Regions from separate parts of the Sus scrofa genome. Here region 2 is linked to region 1. Evidence: chromatin contacts called from public HiChIP or PLAC-seq data. All regions are on one chromosome and are shown on one strand. The core of a region is the stretch at or near the end of the contact, and the rest is flanking DNA. Distances in the headings are between cores, read along the strand shown.

Region 1 (6,738 bases), core at 2,049-4,548:
GAATCACTGCCCAAAATGCTACCTGGCCCTTGACGGAGTGTGTGGTCGGAGGCGTTGACCAGCTCTCCGGGAGGAGGGTCTTGGGTGCTGTTCTGGGCCCTGGTATGACTCAGGGGAGCCCTGCCCAGCCATGGGGCCCGGCTTCCCAAGTACACAAAAGAGGCTGCACTCGACCATGGATTTCAAGCTGGTAGCTGGTCACTAGGCGCCATGCGGTCACCGTGGGCGGGGCTCCGGAACCCTCGCTGTGACCGCCTGCTTCCTACACTAGAACCCCCTATACGGGTCCAGCGGGCAGCAGCTGAGCCGGGAAGACCCATGGGTCTGCAGGTGCAGAAGCCTGACAGGGCCTCCACTGAGGCTGAAGAGGGGCCCCCCTTGGAAATGCCCAGCGACCCTCATTGACCAGGGAAGGCATTCTGGCCATCACACCTGGGCCTGCTTCCTGCTTCCTAAAATGCTACCGGGGTGACGGGGAAGCCAGGACGATGGGAACGGAGGCGCCGTGACAGATGAGATGGCTCTTGGGGCTCTGCCTGAGAGGTCAAGGTGGAGGTCAAGGTGGGACCCCACGGCCCAGCTCACCAACCCTCCCTGGGCCTGGTGGACCCCAGTGCTGGTTTTCTTTATAGAACCAAAGCCTGAGCTTGGGGCGGGGGGATCTATGAGGCCCACGAGGTCCCAGGCAGCCCATCTTCCCCGGGAAATGACGGCCGCAATCCACCCCCTCACCCTGGTTTCCGAGCTGGGCGCTGCAGGCCTTTGGGGGGACGCTGCTCCCTCTCGGCAAACACTCCCGAGGGGCCGAGGGTGAGGCGCAGTCCACGGTGCACATGAGAGGCAGGCCAGCCGGCCCCCAGCCCACCTCAGCCGAGCTGCCAGGCCCCACGGGACTGCACTGCCGTGGCCTCAGGCACCATCAGGAGAGCCCAAGGCAGGCGTACGAGCAAGGGCTGGTTTTTACCGTCTGGTGCCAAGGCGAGTGGTGGGGGCTGGAGAGCAAAGCTTTGACTTCCCAGGAACAGCCCCGGTGCCTTTAAAGGGAGATACATTCCTTTATGTGGTTGAGGCCACCAAGGGTCACCTGCTTGCAGACAGGCCCACGCCCTGGGCCCCCCTCCCTCCCGCAGGTGCCCTGCACTGTCACCTGAGAGCCCGGCTGTTTGCTTTCTGGGTGAGACGTCCAGGTAGAAACAGGGGAAGGCTGGCAGGTCCTCAGAATACAGTGCTGTCCCCCCACCCCCAGCCTCCTTATGGCCCTGGGAGGTCCAGAGAGGCCCATGAGCTTCCAGGCAACCAGTCGCCCTGGGCTTAAGGTGCTGGCAGCTTTCCTTGGGGGCTGTGGGGAGCCAGGGTTTGTGTACTTCCTCCCCGGGCCCTGGAGGCCCCTGCAGCCCTGTCCCTGAGCTGGCAGGCAAAGGGTTGTCCTCCACAGCTTCTGGGGACAGAGAACAAGCAAGTCTGGCTAGAGGGGGGCAACCCGGACACGGCCAGCCGCTAGCGTGCGGATTAGAACACCAGACCCAGAATCCAGTAGGAGCACAGATGGTCGGTCACAGCAGGATGGGTCGCAAAAGGCCTGAAGAGCTAATCCTGCCCACTCTGGTGGGACCCGAGTCCCAGGTCTGTGCCCCAGCTCTTCAGGATGCTTCCTGCAAACTTTCTAGAACCTTCTGCCTCCCGCAAATGGCCCCTGAGATGCATCCACGGCTGAGCAAACAGGAGGTCACATGGCCCCTCCATTCAAAAAAGGGAAATGCGCCAGTGCCGAGGGCAGAGGGCGGCCGCCAGGGAAAGCGCTCGGGGCCAAGGTGGCCGGCTGCCTCCGCCTCCGCAGTTGTCCACGCAGGGGGCACCCAGGCAGCAGCCACACACAGGAGCACTTGTGACAACTCTCATGACCATTATCCACTCGGGGGTGTGAACAGCCTTTTCCCGCCGAGCCCCACCCCCCAGGGCCCCCATCTGCCAGGGCTCCTTCCTAAACTGGGCATGGAGGCAAAGGCAGCCAGGTCCATAAGATCGCAGCCTGCAAGGGGGGACTGCTGAGGCCCCAGCTCTCTCCACCTAGCTGGCTGCAAAGCCTGCCTGCCACCTGGGTCAGGGCAGTGCCTGGCCTTGGCAACCGCCAGGGTGGGGTGGGAGGAAGTAAGTGGAGGCAGGCGGCAGGGTGCTCCCTGGCCCCGGCACACCTCTGTGCCACCCTCCCGCACCCACAGGCACCTGGCAAGGAGACCGCTGCTGGGATCTGGGCGCCCACCCAGGCACTGAGCTCTCCCCCAGGGCACCGTGCCCTGCCCCGCCTCGCAGAGCCTCTGGCTTCAGAGGGCTTCTTGTGACCTGACCCCCGCCGGCTTTGCCCACTTCTCTGCCCAGCCTCCGGGGCTGTCCCTTGGGGCTTTCCTGCAGGGCAGGGGAAGGCCCCGGACAGCCGGCTCCCGGAGGACTAGGAGCTGGACTCACAGGGCCTGACTTCAGGCCTGGGGTCCTCTGGCTTGAAAAGGGGCCTCAGCCCACAGAACCCAAGGGACCGCTGAGCCCCAAGTGGGTGGTGTGGGGGCTCCTCGGGGGTTTGAGTTCTTGTGAGTCACATTCAGGAACCAAGCCCCTGTCCCAAGGCCCCCTGCACGTGGCAGCAGGTGGTGGAAACACCAGGACAAGCAGTGGTGACCTGCCTGGGCTCTTTCTCCCCCACCACTGACACCCCCATGGGGCCCTGGTTCCCATCACCCGGCTGGCACTTAATGGCAGGAGGCAGCCATCTGCCCCAGGTTCCAGGGTGTGGCCCCCACCAGCCCAGTGACTGCCCTGCAGCTACAGGTGGCCCTCAGGTGGGTGGTCACAGGGGGCCTGGGTGGCAGATGTGTATGGTCCTACCGGGCAGCTCCCTCTGCGCTGCCCAGAACACGGCCCCGTCCCCGCAGGCCTCCCTGCAACGCCCCCAGACCCCGGCCAGGAGAGCGCGCTCAGGGGACCCTCCCCGCCCTGCGACCCAGTGGAAGGGAGGAGTGTCCCGGCCCCCCGCCGGCGACGCGGCCGGAGGTGCGCGCCCCCCGGACGCCCGCCCGTCCCCTGACCGCCGCCCCAGCCCCGCGCGGCCCCACCTGGACCACTGGGCGTCCTCGGCCCCGTCCCTGCGGGCCTCGTCCGCGGGCGGCTGCATCGGGCGCGGACGGCGCGGGCGCGGCGTGTCCGGGGCCCCGCTCGCGCCCGGCCGACCCACCGGGCAGCGCCGCCCAAGTCCACGTGTCAGTCCCAGCGGCGCTTCCGTCCGGCGCGCTCCCAGGACGTGTCGCCCCCGGACGGCCACCGCGGCGGGCGGGCGGGGCGCGCAGCTCAGGTCCCCGCCCCGTTCACGTCCGTCGGGGAGGCCGGGCCTCGCGGGCCCGCGGGCGGGTGGAACCCTCGCGCCGCCTGGCTTCGGCCCCGCGGCACTGGCGTCCGGAACGTCGCGGGCGCTCCGCTGCCGGCCCAGGAAGGATGGGGCTCGGGCGGGGCTGCGCCGGCGGGGAGCCTGGCTCCACCGCGCTGCTGGGCGGGGAACCTGCGTGCCCTGCGCACAGCCCGCGGGCGCGGGGGTCCTCCGCTCATGGGGCTGCGGAGGCTTCAGGTGGGAGGGTCTCCTTCCCCCCGAGAGGGCAGCCGACTCCGGGGGCAACCCGTTTCTAAAGCAGACCTCGCTCGGCAGGTGGGCTCCGCCTTGCCCCTGGACCAGCCCAAGGAAGCTGGGCAGCCAGTGCTCAACCAGGGGCCTGAGCCCTTCACGGCGACCTTCTGGGGAGTTCATGATGCGGCACAGTGGAAACGAATCCGACTAGGAACCATGAGGTTGCGGGTTTGATCCCTGGCCTTGCTCAGGGGGTTAAGGATCCAGCATTGCCATGAGCTGTGGTGTAGGTCGCAGACGCAGCTCGGATCCCGCTTTGTTGTGGCTGTGGTGTAGGCTGGCAGCTACAGGTGGGATTCAACCCCTAGCTAGGGAACCTCCACATGTCGTGGATGTGCCCCTAAAAAGCAAAAAAAAAAAAAAAAAAAGACCTTCTGGAGTTCCTGTCGTGGTGCAGTGGTTAACGAATCCAACTAGGAACCATGAGGTTGCGGGTTCGGTCCCTGGCCTTGCTCAGTGGGTTAAGGATCCGGCGTTGCCGTGAGCTGTGGTGTGGGTTGCAGACGCGGCTCGGATCCTGCGTTGCTGTGGCTCTGGTGTAGGCCAGTGGCTACAGCTCTGATTCGACCCCTAGCCTGGGAACCTCCATATGCCGCGGGAGCGGCCCAAAGAAATAGCAAAAAAAAAAAAAAACTTCTGGGTTCAGTCGCCTGCCAGGCCCTGTGCACTGGGTCCCACGGACCCTCGTGCTCCAGGGCACAGTGGCCTGGCCCATGTGGCAGGCACAGCCAGGGTGGAGGGGCTGCGAAGGTTGGGACGGCCACGGCGAGTGGGCTTCTGGCCAGGTCTGCTTCACCCAGCTGCCACCTCTCACGCCCACAACCCGCCTCCACCCTGACCCACCTCTGCCTGCCCTCCGCACAGCACCCTGGCCGACTCAGCCCCCCCGCACGTAGGAGCCCCTCCTACCAGAACCTGACACCCTACACCCTGGGCCCCCCTTCCACTCCCTCCAGCTCCTCTGTGTCCTCCCCAGGCCGGGCCTCTGCGGCGCCCCGGGCCTCGCGCCGAACTCGTACACGCCGGCCCTTCGTTCCGCCCTTCTGTGGTCCACACGATGCTCCAGGGACCAGAGAGACGGCGGGGAGCTGGAGCGGCTCATCCCCAAACAGCCCACGGCTGAGGCGGACGGGTGAGCACCGCACAGCTCCCCTGCCTCGGGCAGTTCCCCTCGCATCTGCCGCCCGAGGCTCTTCCACGATTCCGTCTAAAGACCCGGAACTACGTCATGGTGGACATTTGTCACTTCCCCACGCCCCTGTCCTCCTGGAGCTGACGATCCGGGCAGAGAGAGAACACAAGAAGGAGACCGGGGGCACGGGCAGGGCCTGCAACAGGAGGGGCTGCTGGTGTCCCCGAAAAGGTGCAGGAGTCCCGGCTGAGAGCAGGGAAGGTGCGGGCGGGCTGGAGGCCAGCTCCAGGCCGCTGGACCCGGGGGCAAGGGAAATGGGACAAAGCTGGGGGGGGGGGTGTCACAGGATCACCCTGGCTGCTGTGTGGATGGCTCAGGGGCCAGGGCTGAGGTGGGAGGACTCCGGGCCCGGCGTGGGGGGCTCCGGCCAGGCTGGGAGGGGTGGGCGCAGAACTCAGGGTCCGGGCTGGGTGAGGAAGCTGACAGCAGGGCTCAGGGGAGCACCCGACAGATTCCAGACACCCCAGGCTGGCAGGGCCTCGGTCCTGGGTGAGGCAGAAGGTTCGGAGGGCAGCCAGAGCCGCCAGGCCAAGCACCACATCCGGAGAGGGAAGCGGCCCTCGACGGTACTGGCGGCCAGGGTGGACACGCGCTCTGGCTTCGAGGGGCCTCTGTGAGTTACCTCAGCCCCATCCAACAACGGGCTCCCGAGGTTCAGGCGGACAATGACAGCGGCCGTGTCCAGGGCACACGGCAGGCCCCACGAGCGGGGAGCCCACAGCTGCCGAGCGCGAGGCCAGGCCCTGGGGCTTCAGCAAGGCTCTGTCCAGGGTCCTGGGCCGCCTTCCAGGGAGGCTGTTCCGGACCCTGAGAGCGCCGGTAGGCCCCTGGGCCTCGGCACGGGCACGAGCACACGGTGGAGCGCCAGGTGCCAGAGCAGCCCCTCTGCTTTGAAGATTTGGAAACTCTCATAAGCAATGACAATGACTTAGGACCTTCTAATTCAGCTTCAGGTCACAGGGCGGGCAGCCTGACCAGCTCCACTGCCTCCACAAAACTGAACCTTAATTTTGTTTATTTAATTAATTTATTTTTTTAGGGCCGCACCAGCGGCATATGGAGGTTCCCAGGCTAGGGGTCAAATCGGAGCTGCAGCTGGCAGCCTACACCACAGCCACAGCCACGCGGGATCCGAGCTGCCTCTGTGACCTACACCACACCTCACGGCAACGCCGGAGCCTTCACCCACTGAGGAGGACCAGGGATCGAATCTGCATCCTCATGGATGCTAGTCGGGTTCATGACCGTGGAGCCACAGTGGGAACTCCCGGAAAACTGAACCTTACGGGCGTGGAGAACAGAGGGCAGGCTTCCGGGTGGGACAGAGCCACGGCAGAGGCCGGAGCTCCCTCCCACTCTTTCAACCCCCACGGAGAACGCGTTACATGACACTTAATTCTTTGTTCCGAGCATCTTCATGGGAGGAAAACAACGAGCTTTCAGATGACACTCTGAGAAAAACATGAAACTTTTGCCATGAGATTAAGAACAGGCGGCACGAGTGGCCTGTCCTGCATTTCTCAAAAGATCCTGGGGGCCCCACCCACGCCCCACAGGAATCGTGGGGAATCACAGGCTCGAAGGCGTGCAAAGTGCCAGGACGGGGACTGTTTCACGCAGCGTCTGACACGACCGATGCTCGCCAAACACGCGCCCGCCAATCCGAAAAAGCAAGGCGTTTCTGAACCAAAGACACCGTGTCGTGCGTGACGTGCACGTGTGAGAATAAGACAAGTCCCGGCAGCGATCACACTGAGCCAAGTGAGTTAGACACGGCAAAGAGCACGTGGGACCCACACGCGGCATCTAACAGAGAGGGTGCAGTCGGACCCTCAAAACAGGATCCAGCTCAATGATACAGAGACCAAGCTTACAGTGA
Region 2 (7,099 bases), core at 2,785-5,284, 160 kb before region 1:
AAAGTGCCATCGGTGGGACAATGGGGCACATGTCAGGGACTCAGGGCCTCCCAATGCCCCTCCTCCAGGATGGATTCTCAGCTGCCCACTCCCTTGTCCCCGCCAAGTGACCATCACTGCCCCACGCCCCAGCGGGAGTCTGGGGTGAACATGGAAGGACACCGACCGGCAGGGATGGGCCTAGGTGCCTAGGAGGGCACGTGCCCCTCTGTGAGCGCCCTCCCTGAGCGGGACATTCGACGTCAACTACCGAAGGCCACCGGGTCCCGAGAGAGCTGGTGGCAGGAAGGGAAGGCCTCCTCCTGCCTGGGGAGCAAGGCCCCAAGCTTTTGCCCTGTGCTGCGGTGGCCCTGCTGGCCTGGAAGCTTCCCGCACATTCTCACTGCCAAGGTCGAAGCCACCCGAGTTGGAACTCTGCTGCAGAGCAATCTAGCCCCCAGTGTTGCAGCAACCACCGGGCAGGTGCGTTCTGCTCCTGCACCTGTGAGACATCCAGGCCCCAGGCCACCTGGCATGTCTCTGGGGACAGTTTGGTGCTGACAGAAGGCACCCTTGGCCAAGTGGAGTTAAAACACTGCAAAAGCAGCTCCTGGCAAAGCAGGGAGGGAGAGCTGATGGGCATGGCCAGTGGGGGGGGGCATGGCTGTGGGGCCCCTCGGGGAGGGTGTCTGCCGAGGACACTGCTGCTGCCAGTGCCAGGAGCTGGCCAAAGTCCTCCTGTGGTCACGGAGCAGCGGTGTGGTCTGGGCAAGCTCTCTAACTTCCGAGAGGCTTAGCTGCTCCAGGAACCCAGACGGCCTCTGCCTTGCTGGTGTGTTCCCTGCCCGTCAGATGGCGCATCCCACACACCCAGCTGGGTCTTCCCAGCACTCAGCAGCAGACACAGGCGTGGCCGGGGCTGCGGGAGCTCCCCCTCCAGCAGGCAGGCAGCTACCTCTGTGCCCTGGCTCCCAGTCTGCCCATCCTGAGCCTCAGGTCTGCGACGGCTCCCCTCCTGGCTCCATCTCGGCGCTGATCCAAGGTGCCCAGTTTATCCCTGTCCCTCCCTCCTCATGGGCAGCAGGAGGCTCATTCTCTGCCCTCCAGCATCCCTGGTTCCTGGTGCACGGCAGGCACTGAGTGATCAGGCTCATATCCGCAGCTCCCACGTCTGCAGGGTGGAGGGAAGCGCTCAGTTAACACGTATGGAATCAGGGACCCGGCGAGTTATTTAGAGAGAATCAGTGTCAAAACTGTAAATCACAGGAGGTGCGTCAAGCTTATTCCTGAGCTGGGAGCAGGAAGAGCCTGAGAAGGTGAGCAGGTCTGTGGGGGTGTGAAGGGGCTTCCGGCAGGGCTGAGCCCTGAGTGTCAGTGAGAAGGGGGCCGGGGAGTGGCCGACAGCAGCATGGGCACCTCTGTCGCCCAGCCAGGGGGCAGGCGTCTTCTGCGCAGACCCCGGAGGCCGGCTGTCAGGTGCGCCCTGTCCAACGTCCAGGGGATGGTTTGCTCAGCCAAGGGCTCGCCTGACCTCGGGGCCGACACCCTGAGGCCCCGCCCCCAGCTCGCTGGAAAGTGTCCCCGCTGGCAGCTCGTCATGCCTCTTTGGGGGATGACGTGCCAGATCTAAGACCATGCAGGTGGCCCGTGCGAGTGCGCTTTGACCGGTGATGCCACCTGCGGGACCCCCTGTCCTGGTGCCCTTGCACAAGTGTGCACGTGCCTTGGGGCCAGTGAGGCTGGAACCCGAGCAGCGTGGGAAGGACCCTCTGCCTCCCACTTTGTACACAGATGAGGCTTTTGACCACGCACCTACACGCCTTTGAAATAAACAGAAAGTCAAACCTCCTTAAATCAATGCTGGAAATATTCAGAAAATCCCAAACGTGCTGGGTACAGCAGGAAGGGGCACCTGCGGGGGAGAGCGCAGGATGGAGTGGGCTGTCTCTGCCAGCAGACACTCGTGACAGAAGGCCCCTGCGCCTTGTGCCTGCATGGACTGGGCCGCTCTGCAAAGTGAAGGATGACAGGGATCAGGTGCCAAGGGCAGGGGCAACGTTCCGGGCAGGGGGCGAGTCTGTTGGCCCCAGCACAGACCCAGAGCTGGGCCACCCTTGCCCTAAAGATCCCGCCCTGTGCCGTGCCAAAGCCTGAGCTAGTCAGTGTCACCAACGGTCCTACCCTCCTCCCTGTGCCACGAGCTGCTCTCCCAGCTGCAGGGCCTGGGCCTCCAGCTGCAGAGGAGCTGGGCTAGGTGGGCCAGACTGGGGCAGTTTCTCTCTCACTCCCTTCATAGCCAGACCATGGCAGTGACCACCTGCATGACAGGAAGCTCAGGTCCAGGCTCCGGACTCCGTCCTTCCGGTGTGCTCAGGCCTGGTGGAGGAAAAGCCTCCCCCTGGCACTGGTCTGGGGGCCTCAGCCCCCTGTGCTGGGCCACCACGGTCCCTACATAGAGCCTTTGGGGATCTTCACGTTCCCTGCTCTGGGTGGCCCTCACCCTCTCCCCTCGCTGAGATCCGTGAGGAATACACTGCCAGATTTCCCAGCTGGCGGGGAGGCAGCCTGGGGTGGGCCCAGGTTGTAGCTATCGGGTCCTGCCTGCCGCACCCTGGCCGGTGGCACCGCACCTCCTCAGGCCTCTCGTTTGTGAATCTGAACTTCCACACCTCCGGCCCTGGAGCGTGGCTCCAGATTTTTTACTTGACATCACTTGTGATCCCTGTGCTGGCTGAACGGTGGCCCCCTGGAAAAGATTCCTGTCTCTCTGGTATCTGAGAGTGGGCCCTCATTTGAAAACAGCATCCCTGCAGATAGAATGGAGGTAAGATGAGGTCACAGTGGATCAGAGCGCCTCCTAGAAGAGGAGGGTGATTTAGAGACATGACACAGGGAGAAGGCTGTGTGATGACGGAGGCAGAGAGCCAGGGACACCTCGGGCTACCAGAAGCTGAGCGAGCCAGCATTCCAGGCCTCTGAGCCTCAGCAGGACGAGGACAACATGAGATCTGGGCCTTGAGAAGATGGTGTACCTGGGAGAGCTGGGAAAGGAGCCATGCCGGGGAGCCCCAAGGGGCATCCAGGCTGGGGACCTTGTGTGGGGTGGCATGGGAGTGGGGAGCGAGAACCGGCCACCCTTCAGGAAGGTGGAGCCAAGGAGGGGCTGTCCATCCCTGAACAGAGACCAAAAGGCTCCTGGACCAGGGCCCGGTGCAGGGCTGAGCTCTTTTCTTCCCTGTGGTGAAATCTGGGTTGAGGCTCTAACGTGCAAATTGGTTATAAACTGGGGAGCCCCTTGGAGACCCAAGAGAGCGCTCACAAAGCAGCGCCCTCAGTGAGGCCAGAGCCCAGGGCTCCACGGGGACAGAGGCTGCAGAAGTCCAGGACCGCAAAGCTCAGAGCCTGGGTGTCCCTCTGAGGATGCCGGCGGGCGTCTGGGGCGAGCTGCGGGCTACAGTGGACTGCAGCCTGCTGTAACTGGCAATCAATAAGTGAGCGGCTGCGGTCACTGGCCGCGCTTCTTCACCTCTCGGGCACCAGCGAGGGGGTGCCATCGGGCTGCGCCACCCCGCGCTGGCACGCGCCGCCCTGCTGCCGCAGCATCACCGCCTTCGCGATGGCTGCGGCCCTGAGACCCAACAGGTGCACACCTGCCGCGCTGCTCCCCCGCCCCCCGTGAGCCTCTGGACCCGCCCACGTGACTTCCCGGGCTCGCCCTGCCCCGCCGCGCGAGACTGGGACCCAGGCGCGAGATCCGTCCCGCAGGGTGGCGGCGCGCAGGCGCGGCGCGTGGCGGCCCGTCGGCCTCCCGGCCTGCCCCGCGCGCGCTTACGTCGCTCAGCCTCGTCCCGGCCGCTGCCGCCGCAGCCGCCGCCGCCGTCGCTGCCGTCGCTGCCGCCGCCGCCGCCGCCGCTGCAGCCGCCATTGGAATCCGCTCCTCGTCAGTGCGTCCCGTCCTGGTCGCCAGGCTGCGCCGGTCCGCAAGCGGCCCGCGCGCCCAGCAGCCGCCGCCGCCGCCGCCCGGCCGACCAGCGCCCGGGAAGGAGGCGGCGGGCGCGGGGCCGCGAGAGCGCGGGTGACAGGCCCGGCCTCGCGGGGAGGCCCGAGCCGGCGGGTGCCCCGGCCCCGCGCCGCGCCGGCTGTTCATGAAGCATGTCGGCCACCAGCGTGGACCCCCAGGTAGCAGCGGGACCGGGGTCGCAGGGCCGGGGGCTTGGGCTCGCGGGGACAGGAGTCGGGGTCACGGGGCCGGGCCGGGGTCGCGGGGCCCAGGGCCAGAGGCACGGGTCGCAGGGCGGGGGGCTCGGAGCCGGGAGCCGGGTGGGCGTCGCCTGGGACCGTGGGCCGTTCAGGCCAGAGCGCGCCGCCCGCCTGGAAGGGTTCTTGCGAATAACTTTGTATTTCCCTTCCTCGGGTTCTGTCCGCTCCCACCGTCCGGGCCTGTGGCGAAGCAGAGAACGAAAGGACAGGATACTAAAGGTGAGTGCGGTCGGGACGGTCCGCGCAGGCTTTGGAGCGGAGCTCGCCGAGGGCCGGGCGCACACGTGGGGGAAAAACAGGTGTGGGCAGGGGCGCCCGGAATCGCGGTTTCTCTCCCTTAGCTTAGGGGAGGTGAAACTTCCCAGTTGTTGGGGAGTGGTAACAGGTCTAAAGCAGGGGCTTTTCAAGCAGTAGGAAAATAGGTGCTTTGAGCACTTCCATCCTTCTCCCCCACGGCCAGCGGGTTGATTAGGTGGGGAAGGAGCCCAGGGAGCCGCCACTTGCCTGTCTGTCTGCAGCTCCAGGTGTGGGGCTGGCTCCGGGGTGACCGCCAGACCTTGGCCCTACCTGGTCTGGCCTTACCCGGGTGAGCTGGTGGCCTCACCCTGTGAAACCCGCCCGCTTCCTAAGTCTTTACAATCTCTTGGGATGTCCTGGCTGGGGCCAGACCCCCAAAACGCACTCCCGGAGCTCCCTCCCTCCCATGGTGCCGCTGGGTCTTTCCTCAGAAGACTGCAGTTGGTGTGTGTGCTGCGTGAGCAGAACCAGATCCGGTCCCTCGTGTTTTCAGATTGGACGAGGCCCAGCCCCTGTGTCCTTCTCCCTTCCTTTCCTGGCTGAGCGTTGTGACAGTGGCAAATAAGCACGGCCAGGTGGTAGTTCAGAAACACTGCAGCTACACGCTTCCCGGCTCCACTGCGCTGTTTCCTGTGCTCTGCGTGTGCAGTCGGGCTTTCGGAAGCACCGTCTCTGTCCGGCACACAGCAGCCTCAGACCACCTCCTCCTCACCAAAACCCAGCTACCAGTTGCTTGCATTGTTTTGTCTGTACCTCTGTTTTGTCACCATATACCAAACTACAATTAATTTTTACCAAAAACGTAAGCTGAGTTGTTGAAAGTTTAGTGTCACCGTTCTGATTAGCTCTGGGATGACTGTGGCCCTTTTTGAGTAAAAGCAGTTCCTGTAGAGGGGGGTGGACGTAAGCGTTACTACCTTTACTTTCCACGATTAAGAGCAGTGTTTTAAAAACTCAAAGGTAATGTCTTGCCCCTTCTCATTCCAGTACAAAATGGTTCTTTGCATCAGAAGGATAGCGTTCATGACAGTGACTTTGAGCCCTACCTTTCTGGACAGTCAAACCAGGTGAGCGTATCTGCTTTGAACTTATTTTACGTTAGATTTGATTGTGCTGCGCACTCCCCCGTTACTGCCGTGTCTCTCACTTCTCCGTCTTAAACAGCAAAGGAGCAGACTGTGAGGCACTGGAAAGAGTGGCCTTTTTCGAGCTCTGCATCATGGCAGTTGTGGCCTTGGAGAGCCGCTAAGAGCAGGACTCTGGAGCCAGGCTCCAGCCTTGGGATCTTAACTTGCCCGCTGACTTGATGGCACTTCCTCGGGGGGCCTGCCCTCCCTGCTCCTGCTTCCTTTTCTGTAGGACGGGGGAGCTCCTGATGGACTTGTGGGGAGAGATGAGACGGTACCCGTAAAGCTTCAGATGCACCGCAGCAAATCCTGGCTACTGGTCTTCTTGGGTGTCGGTCGCAGGGTTTCTCAGTCTTGGCACCAGGGAAGTTTGGGGCTGAAACATTCTTGGCACGGTGGTGGTGGTGGGGGGGCATTCCTGTGCATTGCAGGATGTTTAGCAGCCTCCCTGGCCTTTACCCATGAGGTGTCCTTAGTGCCCCCCCCACGTGACAACCAGCGGTGTCTTGGCACGTATCTGCTGGGGGCTAAATTGTGCTGGGTAGAAGCACTGCGCTAGTTGGAGTCCAAGTTTAAGCACAACCTCTGCCTCTTTTCTTGCTAAGCTACCCTTCTCTACAGTGTCTGAGCACTTTCCTCTCTCCCCGGCCTTCTTCCTGGCTGCGCCTGGCAAGTCAGCCGCGCCCTGGGCCGGACAGGGCTGCAGAGACCTGGCTGCTCAGCGATGGGCTTTGGCTCAGGCGTGGCTGGGAGTTAACGTGGACTTCCTTCCTTGACTGTCTCATCACTCCTGCGATTTGGTTTCGCCGGGTGAGGCATTGAAGGCTCACCAGAGTGTCAGGGGGCTGTTTCTCTACACGAGGAGGGTGTTTTCTGAGGCCGGAGCTGTGTTGCTTAGAGGGACGCTTTCACACGCGGAGCAGGTGAGGGATTGGTGTACACACACCGCAGGGCCCCGTGAAACAGCTGGACAGCAAGGGCCGCTCCGCAGCACGGGGAGCTCTGCTCAGTGCCTTACAACGACCTGCGAGGGAAGAGAATCTGAAAGAGAGCAGGTGCGTGTGACCGAGTCCCTGCCGTGTGTGTGTATCTGGGACTAACACGACATTGTAAATCAGCTCTTCGGTTTAAACAAGCGTGGAAACAAAAAAAAGTAAAAAAGAAAAGAAAGAGTGAGGTAGGGGTTCCTGGCGTGGCTCAGCGGTGACAAGCCTGACCTGTCTCCAGGCGAATGCAGGCGGGATCCCTGGCCTTGCCCAGGGGGCTAAGGACCCCGTGTTGCCGTGGCTGTGGTGTAGGCCAGCGGCCCCAGCTCCGGTTCGACCCCTGGCCTGGGAACCTCCATGGGCCGCGGGTGCGGCCCTGAAGAGGAGGGAAAAAAAGAGCGAAGTAGATGGTTTTCTGAAGCCAGTGCGGAGTCAGCTCCGCTTGGCCCC

The links. HiChIP or PLAC-seq counts read pairs in DNA pulled down with a chosen protein or histone mark.
Region 2: a contact with region 1 is called in an H3K27ac HiChIP or PLAC-seq map of alveolar macrophages. The contact joins the promoter of YTHDF1 here to the promoter of SLC17A9 in region 1. A contact is called at or near these places in 1 of 5 promoter capture datasets (fetal skeletal muscle) and 1 of 2 datasets of contacts at active chromatin or transcription factors (alveolar macrophages).

The regions. Positions count from the first base shown.
Region 1 is chr17:62,182,674-62,189,411 of Sscrofa11.1, reverse strand. It overlaps SLC17A9 (solute carrier family 17 member 9), which reads right to left and starts at 3,298. Exons shown (of 13, transcript XM_021078237.1): 1 at 3,105-3,298. The coding sequence starts at 3,163.
Region 2 is chr17:62,338,247-62,345,345 of Sscrofa11.1, reverse strand. It overlaps YTHDF1 (YTH domain-containing family protein 1), which reads left to right and starts at 4,034. Exons shown (of 5, transcript XM_021078235.1): 1 at 4,034-4,158; 2 at 4,434-4,458; 3 at 5,524-5,603. The coding sequence starts at 4,132.